Regions from separate parts of the Gossypium arboreum genome. Here region 2 is linked to region 1. A link is a contact called in public Hi-C data. All regions are on one chromosome and are shown on one strand. The core of a region is the stretch at or near the end of the contact, and the rest is flanking DNA. Distances in the headings are between cores, read along the strand shown.

What was found. Hi-C and Micro-C count contacts between places; a contact is called where the count stands out from the background.
Region 2: a Hi-C map of leaf shows a contact between it and region 1, with 2.8 times the contacts expected there. The contact joins the promoter of LOC108485459 here to the promoter of LOC108486188 in region 1. A contact is called at or near these places in 3 of 5 Hi-C or Micro-C datasets (all in leaf).

The regions. Positions count from the first base shown.
Region 1 is chr6:2,141,316-2,148,320 of ASM2569848v2, reverse strand. LOC108486188 (pentatricopeptide repeat-containing protein At3g16010) reads right to left here and starts at 3,262. Exons shown (of 5, transcript XR_008284217.1): 1 at 3,073-3,262; 2 at 2,731-2,857; 3 at 20-2,601.
Region 2 is chr6:2,332,452-2,339,456 of ASM2569848v2, reverse strand. LOC108485459 (gibberellin 3-beta-dioxygenase 1-like) reads right to left here and starts at 3,037. Exons shown (of 2, transcript XM_017789299.2): 1 at 2,455-3,037; 2 at 1,691-2,352. The coding sequence starts at 2,912. The coding sequence ends at 1,716.

The DNA of each region.
Region 1 (7,005 bases), core at 2,013-4,512:
ACCTCGCTACAAGCATTACCCCGGAAGACAGCTATGCAGTAAAGTGGAATGAACCTTCATCACCAACAAATGGATGATTCTGTGTCGACAATTACCACATGTTATCAAGAGCACACCAAAATGTCAAAATATCAAGTAGTTGATCTAAAATAACCTATAAAAGCATCAACAGTTTGTGCAGGTACGGAACAGCACCCGTTATATCCTTGTCAGGCAAATCTTCAGTTAATAATATGTTCTTAGGTCAGCTACTGAAGCAAATGTCAGCTTGTAATAATTTATATTTGAGATATTTTGGCAAACTTGTTAAGTGTTTACTTCATTTGAGAACTACAGTTAGTTTGAAGAGTGTGCCCACTCCATTAGTCTTCTATCTGTACATATAACGGATTCAACATCCCTTGGTTATCCAGATGCCAGCTTCTTCCGTAGTTTCCAGTGATATCCCCAAAACTTAAGCTTGACAATTCTACACTTAACCAAGTCAGTTTAGGACAAAATGATCTACGTATGCAGTAAACCAAGGATGGAATTATCAAATAAGCGAGAGGCAGCCGAGTTAACATCAAAATGATCATCTAAACCATATAAGCTATCGAAAAATATGGGTAATAAGAATATCATATATCAATGCTTCAAATAGCATTCTTTAATTAGCATGTTTTCAAAAAGGTCCAATAAAAAGTCTACTATGAAAGCAAAAAAGAAAACCCAAAAAAGGTAGGGGAGAAGTATGAAAGACCTAATGATAAGGACTCCATCAGAAAGCAGTAAGATTATTATCTTCATCAACCTTGCCAACTGCCTCAAGTATTGATGAGTAGGTGATGAGATCGTATTCAAACCCACTTGCTTTCATCTCTTTCATTAACTTGGAAGCCTCTTCAAACATACCAGCTCGGCTGAGACAACCAAGAACCGTATTGTAAGATACCGCGTCTGGTTTAATCTTTAAGTTCTTCATCTTTGTAAGCATTTCAATTGCCCGCTTTGGGCCACCTGTCCTAGCTAAGCCATTTAGAATGATATTGTGTGAATTCAAGTCTGGGGTGCAACCATTTTCTTCCATAGTTCTCAGCAAGGAATGAGCTTCATCTATCATGCCTGCTCTTATCATCCCTGACATCAGTGCATTGTAAGTATAAACATCAGGGTTGCATCCCAGTTTCTTCATCTCATTGAATAGATCAACAGCCTTACTCAGATGGCCACACTTCCCAAAAAGTTTTATCATCACAGCATAAACCCGAGCACTTGAATGTCCACAATTCTCTTTCAATTCCTGAAATAGCTCACTTGCTGCTTCATATCGTTTTGCCTTCCCTAGACTATTGATCAGGCTACAATATGCAGCCGGACAAGGAGGAAAGCCTTTTTCATCCATCTCTTGAAGGAATAATAAAGCTTTCTCAACTCTGTTTGCCTTGCAGAAACCATCAATAAGAATTGAATAAGTAAATGAACTGGGAACAACACCATTGGCCTTCATCTTCTCAAACAACGATGATGCCTCGGAAATTGGGGCTTTGTTGTCAAATAAAGCTTTAATTATAGTGTTATATGTTACAACATTAGGTACACATCGCCAAGACTTCATTTCATTGAAAAGCTTAAGAGCATCTTCCAATCGACCCGCTTTGCCCAAAATGTTAATCATATTGTTAATAAGCACAACATCAGGCTTACCACCTTCTTTTAACATGTTCATGAATATGCCATAGGCATCTTCAACCCTTCCGGCTTTTCCAAGCCCCTTTATCAACTCTGTGTAAGTAAAAACCGTTGGGCTACAGCCGTTCCCTGTCATCTCTTGGAATAGACCTAAAGCTGACTCAGTCCTACCTAGCTTAAAATAGATTTCAATCAAGGTTGTATAAATCTTTGGCGTAGGTTGCAACCCATTCTCCTTCATTTCCTCAAACAATCTAATGGCAGAATCATGACGACCTAACTTACTGAAAGTGGACATAAGTGCAGTGTATGTTATTGTGTCCGGTAAACAGTTACCCTCATTACACATCTCATTATAGAGTTCATGAACTTTTTCACGGTGTCCTTCTTGCATCAACATCAAGATTATAGCATTATAAGTACTAGCCGTTGGCTTGCACTTGCGGCTTTTAATCTGATAAAAGATGGAGAGAGCCTTGTTCACCATTTTAGCCTTGCCTAATATTCTCATAATTTCGGATAATTCAGCAGGACCAACAACACACGTACTCCGGACCATGTCTTGGATAGTTTTCCACATTTCACCAACAAGTCCCGCTTCATCTAAACAATGAATCAAAGCCAAGTATGTCGTAGAATCATGTTCAAAATTCCTTCTTTTCCCAGCCCACTTGAAGAACTGGATCTTGACATTAATCTCTACATCTATCATCAAAACCTCTCGAACCAACTGATGATCCACCTTCAGCTTTAGCACTTCCAATGTCTTCTCTGCATCAGTCCCCCACTTAAATATTTTTAAAATTCTTATAAACCTCTTGTCCAATGTTCGAGCATAAGGATTCTTCTTCGGAAAATTCCGGTTAAAAGCCCAGTCCCGCATTTCATTCTCTGGAGCAGGCAACTGGAACATCTGCACTATCTCATTATCTGTCAGCAAAATCACCAATTAGCAAATTAGCTTTCATACATTTCATTATATGAAACCCTAAACTTCCCACCAATTTAACACATTAAAAAAACGAATTAATCAACAGAAAAGGCTTAAGGGAAGGTAACCTGTTTGCTTGATTCTTTGGCAGAGGCAAGCCGAAGTCGATATACATCGCCTCAAAGCAAACGCCGGCAGCATTATAGTTTTCATTATACAGCTAACAATGCATATCAAGTCGCAGCAGGTGAATAACTAAAACAGGAAAAAAAACAAAAAACAAAATGCCTTAAGTATATAAACATTAATGCATATAATAAGCAACAGAATGAAAATTAAAACCCTAATTTCCACAAAGTAACAATTTATGTTTCATCCTATAATACCGTCTTCTCTGAAATGCAGAAAAATAAAGATAATATGGGGAAATCAAGAAATATGGCTATGGAAAAATAAATTTTAAAAAATACCAGTTTTAAGTATGATTGAACTTCAATGGTATGGTGAAGATAAACAAAGGCAAATGTAAAAGAATAATAGAAATCGATGAACACATGAAGGAGCGGAAATTGAAAGGGAAACAAAGAGGAAAAGCGCCTTCAGCTGTCAGTTGGTCACTTGAAAAAGGGCCAAAGTGCGGTGGGTTGGATTGGAAACGCATGGTGTGGCGGCCCTTGGGCTATTTTATTGGTTTACATTCGTGGGGGATTTTTAGGGGGTTAAATACACCCAAGTCACTAAACTATTATTAAGTTTACATTTTAGTCACTCAACTTTAAAAGATTACAAAATGATCATTAAATTATTCAAAAATTTCCATTTAAGTCATTGAACTACTTGAAAGTTTTTATTTAATTCACTTAACTGTTAGGTTTATTTTTAAAGTTTGACTAACAAGTTTCAAGCAATAATTCGACAATCAGTATAGTGGATGAGTAGAATTTAATTCGTGAATTTATGATGTTCGAAATTATTTCATGAAAAAAAAAATTGAACTATAAAAGAGGAGGGGAAGTAGAACTTTCTATTGATGCAAGCAAACTTGAAGTTTCAAATGGACAGCAGTTGGAGTCCATTTGAGTTTTGATCAATGGCAGCTCCTTCAATCATGTCATTTTGTCGATTTTGAACAATGCTTAATAATAAAGACTATTGGAAGAAGTGTTCTCTAGGCTTGATAGAAGGTTGAGACTTTGATTCATTAGTTAGAAAAATATTACTAGGATAGACACTGTGAATCGAATGGTAGAGAGAAAAAATTCTTTTAATAACACCTATAGTATAGGGATTAGATCCCCGAAAGATGAGTTATTTTTATATAATCCAGATGGTATTGGCCATAGCAATGTAGAAGTTTCGTGAATCCTGAGGATGATGCTATTTCATTGAGAGGAGAACCAAACCAAACTGCCCAAAATGGCAGCAAAGACAGCCCTTTGTCAGCCTTACGCCAAGAGTTGGTCTGAGGCTCTTTTAAAACATATTGCTTTAAGACATTATATTTTGGCTGCACAAATCAATAAACCAAATCGCCAGACCAGTAATTTCTGCATTACGTGAATTAGCCTTCGGTTTTATCAATTTCCATTGGTACTTTATGATTACCTACTGTAGAATTTTCACTGTGGTCAGGGCTACGATTAGAGCTTACGTTCGGGCTATCATTGGCATCTGCACCCTTTGGTTGAGCCTCATTTCATGGAGGAGGTGGGGTTGCTGGTGATTTGGGTGTTGTTGGTTTAGTCGATTTAGGTTTCGTCAATATTGGTCAATTTTGAAATCTCAGTTTCGAATATCATATATTCATAACGACAACTTTATATCTGACTCTTCATTGATATAGCTCTCCAAATATATGAAAAAAATTTAGAAAAGTTCGTTATACGATTAATCGATCAGTTAATGAAATCGAACAATTATTAATTAAATTAATAAAATTTTATCCTTTAGTCATTAACCAAATTGAAATATTTTAGTTAATTTAGTCGGTTAATCGAAATTTATATGTTTTGTTTTGTTGTTGTTAAAACAAGTATAAAACATATAAAAGTAATAAATTTATAATGTTCATTTGACCAAATTAACCAAACTAATAATAGCGTAATACATATAATATATAATATTATTTATTAAATTCGTTAATTACCCGATTCGAATCGAATTAACCGTTAACTGGAATTCAAAAAAACTTTTAACTTACCTTCGACCAATTAACCAAATTAGATAGGTTCAGTCGGTTAATTCAGTTTTAACCAAAGTTTGATCACTCCTAGTTTCCGTGGTGGACACATATTTGGGATGAATATGAGTAATATAGGTGTAGGGTAGAGAAATATTAAACAAGAATCTAAGTGCAGAATGAGATATATGTCTAGTGTTTCTATCATATTTCATATTTGATTCGACCGTTGGATCTGAATGCATGATATTACATTACGTTGTCGGAGCAACTTAGACTATTTCAATTCATTTACGAAATAAATTAAACAATTAATCATGATATAAAACATATCATTTATAATTCTCAATTACTCAAAACAAATAAACCGATTGGTCTCATAGTGTCATTCACCTCCAAATCATATGTAAACATGACGTAATTCTAACCATTTTACCAATCACAAATATATTCATGCATTACAAATCCAACAATCTCAATTAAGCAGCCATGAGATTATATGAGACCAATTATGAAGTCAAGCTCCGAATCCAACTCAAACTAACAACATCTAGCACTGTGCCTCAAGACATATAAGGTCATGTGTCTAGGTTTGTTTCCCTTGTTTCAAATAGTAACTTTAATGTTTGTCTTTATCGAGATAATAAAATATTTATCTTGAGACTTGATAGCTAATGTTACCCAAAAACAGTTAAAATTATCATTATATTCTTGATCTCTCGAGACCAAATAATAAAAATGCCAAATGGACAATTCTTCTTTATGCATTAAAGCCATCAAATCATACTTGTATAGGATCATTATAACAATCTATTGTACCACAACAATTTATAATCTAAAAACACATCATTAATACTTGAAATCACCGCATCTAATTCATCCTATAAAGATATACACATTTAGCTATATAACTACACCAAGGCTTATATATACATTGCTCAATGTTATGATCCCAAGTCACAAAATCATCAAATCATCTTAACACTCAATTATCAAATATCAATTTTACGTCTAAATCACTTTTATCAATACCTATTAACATCTTAATCATTAATCAACATCGAAATTTATTCTCATCCGACTAAATGTCATCGTCAAATATTATAAAATAGTCAAATAGATCTCAATGTAAATATCAACAATCCATATCAATCAAAAGGTCTAATAGGACCCTAATTTCTTAGGTACATGTTATTACAATTCATAAAATTAAACAAAATTTAGATCAGTTTAAAACCTAATCATTACCTGCACACGAAAACAATAAATTTATACACTGAACAAAAAATCTTAGGTGCTCACATAATATAATAACAATGCATATACACATTAAGCAAATATCATGCTACTGCTACTAAATAAATTATAAAGAAACTACAATACAAATTACTATTTCATGGTTTATTTATTTAAAGCTTTCTCAAGATGTCCGTAATTCGATGTATGTCTCATATAATGCAACTTTAAAAAGCTGTTTGGCGTGAAAAGGTCAATCTTGATTAAACATTCCAACGGACACAGGTAGATGATATAATCTAGACTAAGCAGGGTTGAAGCAAAAAAAAATTTGTGGGGTTGAAATTAAAATGTATATTTTTATAATAGTAAAAATATAATTTTACCATTTTAATAGTTTATATTTTTATAATTTTTAAAGAATTAAATTAAAAATTTATATTTTTTAGAGGTTAAAGTGCAATTTTACCATTATAATTTTTAAAATTTTAGGAGCCTAATTGGAGAATTTCCATTTTAGGGGAGCCGGGGCCTTGCCAGCCCCCCTTGAATTCGCCACTAATACTAAGACAAGAGAATTCTATGTCAACTTTATTTGCATACTTTGGAGTACTTAAAAAGCTAGACATGTTCCAATCGAGTACTAAATCAGTTGATATTGACATTGTTGTTTATGTAGGAGTACGCGGGTTCAAGCGCGTTGAAATACATTTATCCTCCTATTGAAAAGTTAGGGAGAAATTACGAATAATTTCAAGTAATTTGTATAAAAAAAAACTAGACATAGATTTGTCTTCGAAAAAATCCAAATCATATATACTCGAAACTTTGCGATTGGTTAATAATTTTGTCTATACAGATTTCAAAATTAATAATTAAGTAAGTAAATAAGACTGATGACCCAAAATCTACAAATGAGTAGGCTAGAGGTAAAAGATACCACTAAAGATAAATGCAAACTAATATTCAAATTGGCAAGATGTGAAGG
Region 2 (7,005 bases), core at 1,788-4,287, 190 kb before region 1:
AGTTTAACTTAGCTTGAAATATGGATTAGAAAATTTTCATTATTTTTAATCTAAAATTTAATAATTTTATATATTTTCTTTCATTTATTGTAAATTGATGGTTAATATATGTCATAAGTCTTTGTACTATTTGGAAATTTAGAATTTAGTCCATGTACTTTTATTTTAGAAATTTAATTCCTTTACTTTTGATTTCAAAATTTAGGATTGTGAATTTTTTTAAATTTAGATTAATTATGACGTCATTTTTAATTACATGACTACTAAATGAGTATTTTTTATTTGAAATGTCAAGTCAACAAATTTAACAATAAAAATTTAATAGTGTTAGCTATTAGCAGTTGGATTTGAATTTTAAAATATAAAAAGTAGAAGAACTAAACTCTTGAAAATAAAAGTATAGGGACTAAATTTTGAATTTTGAAAAGCACAAAGACTTATAGCATATTTTAACCTAATTTTATATATAGGCAACATCTTTTTTTTTTAAATGTTTACCTATAGTATTATATATTACTATAGATTCAATTGTTATGTGTTATAAATCACATATAATATATGAAAACAACATAATATAATATATTGGAAAACTAGGAAATGGGCCAAGTCAGGCTTGAGCCTTGAACGTTCAAATTCGATCTTGACTCACATCTAATTTTTTCTCAAGCTCATTTTTTAAGCTTAATATTTTTTTTTCAAAACTCTTCTAAATTTTAAACGAGCATTTGATTTGGACGAATAATTCAATAGTTATTCATTAATATCTTTTTCGTTTTGATTTATCCAAAATGAATTAGTCATAAAAAATAGGAAAATTGCCACAAAAATCACATCAAAATGTAAGACTAATATTGAGTATTGAGATTTTCCTGTATACTATAAAACTTTAACACTACTGGTAATATCGGATAACTTAAAGCAATTTTTTAATAAATGATTGAATGTACTGATAAGATATATATTCTCTTTTTGAAGATAACATTATTGAGAGAAGTAATCACGAACTTTAAATATGAATTGTAAAATAGACCTACATAATATCGAAATATAAAATTACCACCGATAATGTAACCTCCCATGAATCAAATATCATCCTTTTTTTTTTTATTTTTTCTAAAATTATTTATGTTGAAGTTTGACATTATAAAATATAAATACGAAAGCATGTTTCCAAAACTTAAAAAGTAAAAAATAGGCATATATTAATGTCCCACACATTAAATTTGGGATAAAGTATTGCATCTTTTTGTATGTTTTGATCTTATATTATTTAACAGACTAAAAATTTATTATCTTGATCAGTGTCTTATTCTTTGGATGGGGATCTTCCTCCATATCCGGGGCTAAAATGTTGTCGGTTCTAATGTCTTTTCAAATGGAATATTCAAATATTGAATAGAAAATAAAAATATATTTCCACTCAATCTCTTTCAAACAAGGACAAAAGGAGGAGAAGAGACAACCCTTTTGTCTTCATTCCTTTATATGATTTGATATAAAATTTATCCATTTAGATCCTTCTCACATGGAAACTAATGAATTATTTATAAAAATTCTTGTGTCACGAGTCTAGACTTTAGCTTCATTAAGGGATGATTGATTATAAGTAAAAATTTATAGATTAATAGTGAATTAAATATAAATTAAAGAAGAGTATAAATTTGAACCGAGGTAAAGAACAAAAAGGTGATTAAGAACAAAAATATGGTTGTCTTTTAGCCAACTTTTACGCTATTATTGTGTTCATTTACATCAACCAATCCATTTAGAGGGACACAAACACGAACCCATGAGAGTGCTTTGTTGAAATACTTTGCTTTGGTGTCTAGGTATTCATTCCAAGTAATTGGTCGGTAAAGGGGTGGGTGAGTCGGGCCTACTAGTTTAGGATGGGGTGATATTTTGACACTTGATGGTGGTCCATATAAATAGGCTATCGATAACCGGTGACGGGTCCGGTTCACCATGGCACGATGAAGGACACTGGGGTAGGAGCCATTGGATAAAATATGCATGAGGTCACCTACATTTATCACGAGCCCGTCCGGTACCGGAGGGACTTTGATCCACCCTACTCCTTCTTTTAGTACTTGTAACCCACTAGTGCTGTTTTGGTAAAGGATGGTAAGGAGGGTGGAGTCGGTATGCGCGGCGAGGCCCATAGCTCGGTCTGGGTCGGGACAAGCTGGGTAATAATTCAATTGTAAAGCAGCTGAAGCTTCTTTGAAATCACTTTTTGGGCCAGCCCATTTGATATCTTGTTTGGCTGTTATCCCTAATGAACCCAACATCAAACACATCAATCTCCCTGCTAGCTTCTTCATTTCTTGCTTGTATTCTTTAATCACATCACTGAAAAAAGAATCAAAATAAAATTTAAAAAAAAAAACTCCACTAAAACAAAATCAAACATATACTGTATATATAGCACAATGATGAAATGGGTGTTCTCACCAGTGATTGGTGTAATCATGGGGCCAAAGTTGACGAAAATGTTCATCGGGTGAACCAACAATAGTGAAACCTTCAGACCACATAAGCTTAGAGAAAAAAGAAGAAATCCTTGCAAAACCATAACCAGAGACACCATCAGGTGATCGAGCAGCTTTCAGTTTTTGGTTAACTGGTAAAGAAAAAAGGGTTCGACTGGTGGATTCAACCATGTCAAGTAGAGTAGTGGAGACACCATGGTTGATGACTTGGAAAACACCCCAAGTTCTACATGCATGGCCAATACTTTGGAGAGCATTAGGGTCATTAAGATCAATAATCGGCACGGATTCGGCTGAGGAGTCGAAGGAAGGGTAGTCAATATCGTCGCGTTGGTTCCATGCGTAGGACTCAGGTAGTTCTTGAAGGGAAGTGAAATCAGGATGAGGTCTGATAATGGCATCGGAGAGTCTCGAAGGCATAGTTAAAAAATCGAGAGCTTAAGAAAAGGGATTTGAATATGAGTTGGAAAGGAGGTTAGTGAGGGAGCAGTAGCAGAGAGAGGGGTGTACTTTTGATGTAAAAAGGGAATAGAGAAAATGAAGGAATTGAAGAGATATGATGGATTCTAGTGACTATATATAGACGACCAAACAAGAGGTTGAGAGAGAAAGAGAAGTTTTTCTTTTTAATATTTTTAAATATTTTTTAAAAGATAGATCATAGAGAAATTGATTTCATATATGGGTTAAAAGAATACCTTGGAGGGGGGTATTGGCCCGGCCCCTTATACCCCACTTTGATTAAGTTTGGAAAAGATTGATATCTAAAATCACTAAATTATTAGTAAGTTTATATTTTGGTCATTCAATTTTAAAAAGTTACAAAATGATCACTAAACTATTCAAAAAATTTTATTTAAATCATTGGATTGTTATTTTTTTTAAAAGTCCAGCTAGCGAGCCCTAAGCAATGATTTGACGATCGGTATTATGGATCATTATCCATTGACAAGTAAAAAACATATATTCGATTCAAGTCAATTAGCAATTAATGTCGGAGACAAAAGAATTGTAGAAGAAAAATTAGGTAAAAAAATGGTTTCGATTGGTGCTGGCGATGTGAGTGGAGAAGGCCATACATCAACAATTTTAATAGCCCAATGACTTAAATAGAAACTTTCGAATAGTTCGATACCATTTTGTAATTTTTTGAAGTCGAGTGACCAAAACGTAAACTTACTAATAATTTAATAACCTTGGGTGTAGTTTATCATTGATTTTAACTTGGTTAAAATATGCTATTAGTCACTGTATTTTGACAAAACTTGATATTTAGTCCCTGTAACAAAAAAAGTTAAAAATTAAATCCCAACTTTTTTATTTAAACATCTCGATCTAGTAATTAAAATTATAAATATTTTCATCAAATTTATCAATTTAGAATTTTGGTTAGGTTGTCCTCATATGATGTAGCATATGATTGACAGAAATAAATATGATAAGTTAATAAATTCTGATAGAAATTACCAACGATGATAATGATTGGATTAGGATTTTAAATGGAAAAACTAGGAGGATTGAATTTTTAAATTTTAAAGTACATGAACTAACAAATTCTAAACAAGTACAATGACTAACAAAATATTTTAACCATTTTAATTTTAAGAGATAAATATCAAAACTACCCATGAATTTTAGTTTAATGTGTGTGTGTGTGTGTGTGTTTAACTATAAGTGTCATCATTTGTTTTATTATCCGAGATTAATATTGTTTGGGCCAAGGTAGGATTCAAATAAAGACCTTCATAATGATAATTGTAGGATTCAAATTCAATCCAAATGCTTGGGGAAGAAGTCCACTCCACTTTGTAAGACCCAATTTCTGCCCGGGCTTACACCAAAATTAAAACCAATGAAATAAAATGTTCAAGTCCTTTTACAACTCAGCTCAACTACTAAAACTAGCACAATTAACAAACAACCCAAACCCCATGCCTGAATAAAACAAACGGGCCCAATGGCCCAAAACACTAATAAATTTTTTCGGCAGAAACCCCAGGTCACTAGAATCTTCAGCCGTAGTAGCCTCCAATCGATTCCTCCATACGCGTTGAAGCTTCCATGCGTGCGTAGCCTCCTCTTCATGCCATGCACACCTGTAAAATAGAATAACAGCAGCGCAAATGGACAACAAATTGACAGCAAAGAATAACAGATTACAGCAATGAAATTAGGAATTTTCTTTTTATTTATTTTATTATTTTCGGCTATAAAAATTGAATGAAATGGAATGTAAAGGGGCTTCATCTTCTTTTTCTTAGAAATATACATACATATGAGAGAAAAATAGAAATCAATTCCAGAGAATTTTGTTTCCAAAAGGTGATTTAGATTTGATTATTCTTTCGATTTTACTCTTATTTTCTGAAATATTTATTATATGAGTATAAAAACAAAAAAAAAATAAAGAAAGGGGAGGGAACTTATCTTGATAAAAGCCTTCAAATCCTTGTTTGCTTTGAAGAAATCGAAGCTTAAATAAGGATTATGAGGTCTAGGAATGGTAAAACTTTCAGATTCATGGACGAGTGGAGTCGATTAGCGTTCGTGCGACGATCGTCTACTGAAAACGGAGGCAAAACAACGGTTAAAGGATGCTTTAGGTTCGGCCGAATGAAGAAGGGAAATAGGCTTTAGTTTTCCTTTGTTTTGATTTGTTTTCAAGTAATAAATGTTAGTTTTAGGTTTTTTTTTTTATCTTGTTTTATGCAGAACACCAAACGGTGCTGGTTATGGGAAGTAGATCCACGCATTGACCCATTTTGTGACCCGGATTCGAGCTTTTGACCTTGAATGGTCAATTTGCGCGCGTGGTCCTTGTACTTTGTTGGACTATTCAATCGCGTCTTATTCATTTTGCCTTGTTTTTTTTAAATTTGGTTCTTTGATTTGTGCATGCTTTCACTTTAGCCCAAGCTGCGATATCTGGGGCATCTAGCTTTCCATTTCACCTATTTTTTGTTTGTTATCTTTGATTACCTTATTCTTTTCAGGTCACATCCTAATAGATTTCTTTCTGGGTTGTATTTGCTTGTTTGTTTCGAGCTATGTTCTCAATCAATTCCTTTCTTATCCATGGTTATGATCTATTCAAGCATTTTGCACTGAAATAACGATTTTTTGGACTAATAATACATTCATAAAGGAAGTTTTGCATATTACTTTGGGGAGTTTCTAAATAATACAGGAGCATGAAATAGGACTATTGTTTAAAACCAACCAAGCTTAAGGTTGGAAATATTTAAGCCCAAATTGGGATTATCTCCTTGGATTTTTTGTCAAAGATATTAATTGGTGTTATAATCCCGGCAAGGAATGAGCAGTGGGATTATTCTTGAAGAAAGAAAATGGTATTCTGTATTCATGCAGATATCAGTCATATAAGTCTGTTCATCAGATCAAATTGATTGAAAATCCTATACCTCTGAGTTGTCACAGGATGGATAGAGGAAATCAAATGTCTATTCCCCTGAGGTTGCAATGGGAAGTTCAAACTTTATGTCCCAAGAATTACAGTGTAAGGGACTCTGAAATTACAGCAGGGCAAGCTTGCTAAGCAAAATGTGATTGTTTCTTTGGGTTTTTTGTCAAGAATACCAGCCGAACAGGATGGCAGCATAATAAATTAGTGATGGAGCCCTGGTGAACTACGAGCGATGATACCTCAAGTTTTTTTTGTATTCATATATCATATCACATCTGGTTAGGAGCATTTGATTCATTTCAATCATAGCATCCTAATTATTTGGCATAAGCATCACATCTAGTTAGGTGCATTTGATTCATTTTGATCATAGTATCCTAATTATTTGACATAAGTATTACATCTAGTTAGGAGTATTTGATTCATTTTGATCATAACATCCTAATTATTTGGCATAAGTAAGATACAGAAAACCGAGTCTACAGGACATGTCCCAAAGGATGTTGTAGTAACATCGGTAAAGTCAGACCTTATCTCCCTGAAGTTGCAGTGGAGCAGGTTGAAGTGTCAGTTGCAGTAAAGCAAATCATAACAAGTCTTATCTCCCTGAGGTTGCAGTGGAGTAGACTGAAGATTGAAAGATCTTATCTTCCTAAGCAGTAGCAGAGTAGATCGAAGATGGCGAATCTTATCTCTATGTAACGGAAATAGAGCAGATTTTAGCCATTGACCTTATCTCTCTGAGGTTGCAAGAGAGCAGGTTGAAGAAGATGGTCTTATGTTCTTGAGGTAGCAATGAAGCAGAGTGAAGATTGAAGATCTTATCTCCCTAAACAGTAGCGGAGCAGATAGAGGATGGCGAATCTTATCTCCATGTATCGGTAATGGAGCAGATTTTAGCTATTGACCTTATCTCTCTGAGGTAGCAAGAGAGCAGGTTGGCGATTGTAGTCTTATCTTTCTGAGGTAGCAAGGAAGCAGACTAAAGATTGAAGATCTTATTTCCCTGAATAGAAGTGGAGTAGATCGAAAGAGGCGAATTTTATCTCCATGTATCGGTAATGGAGCAAGTTTAAGCCCCAAGATTTA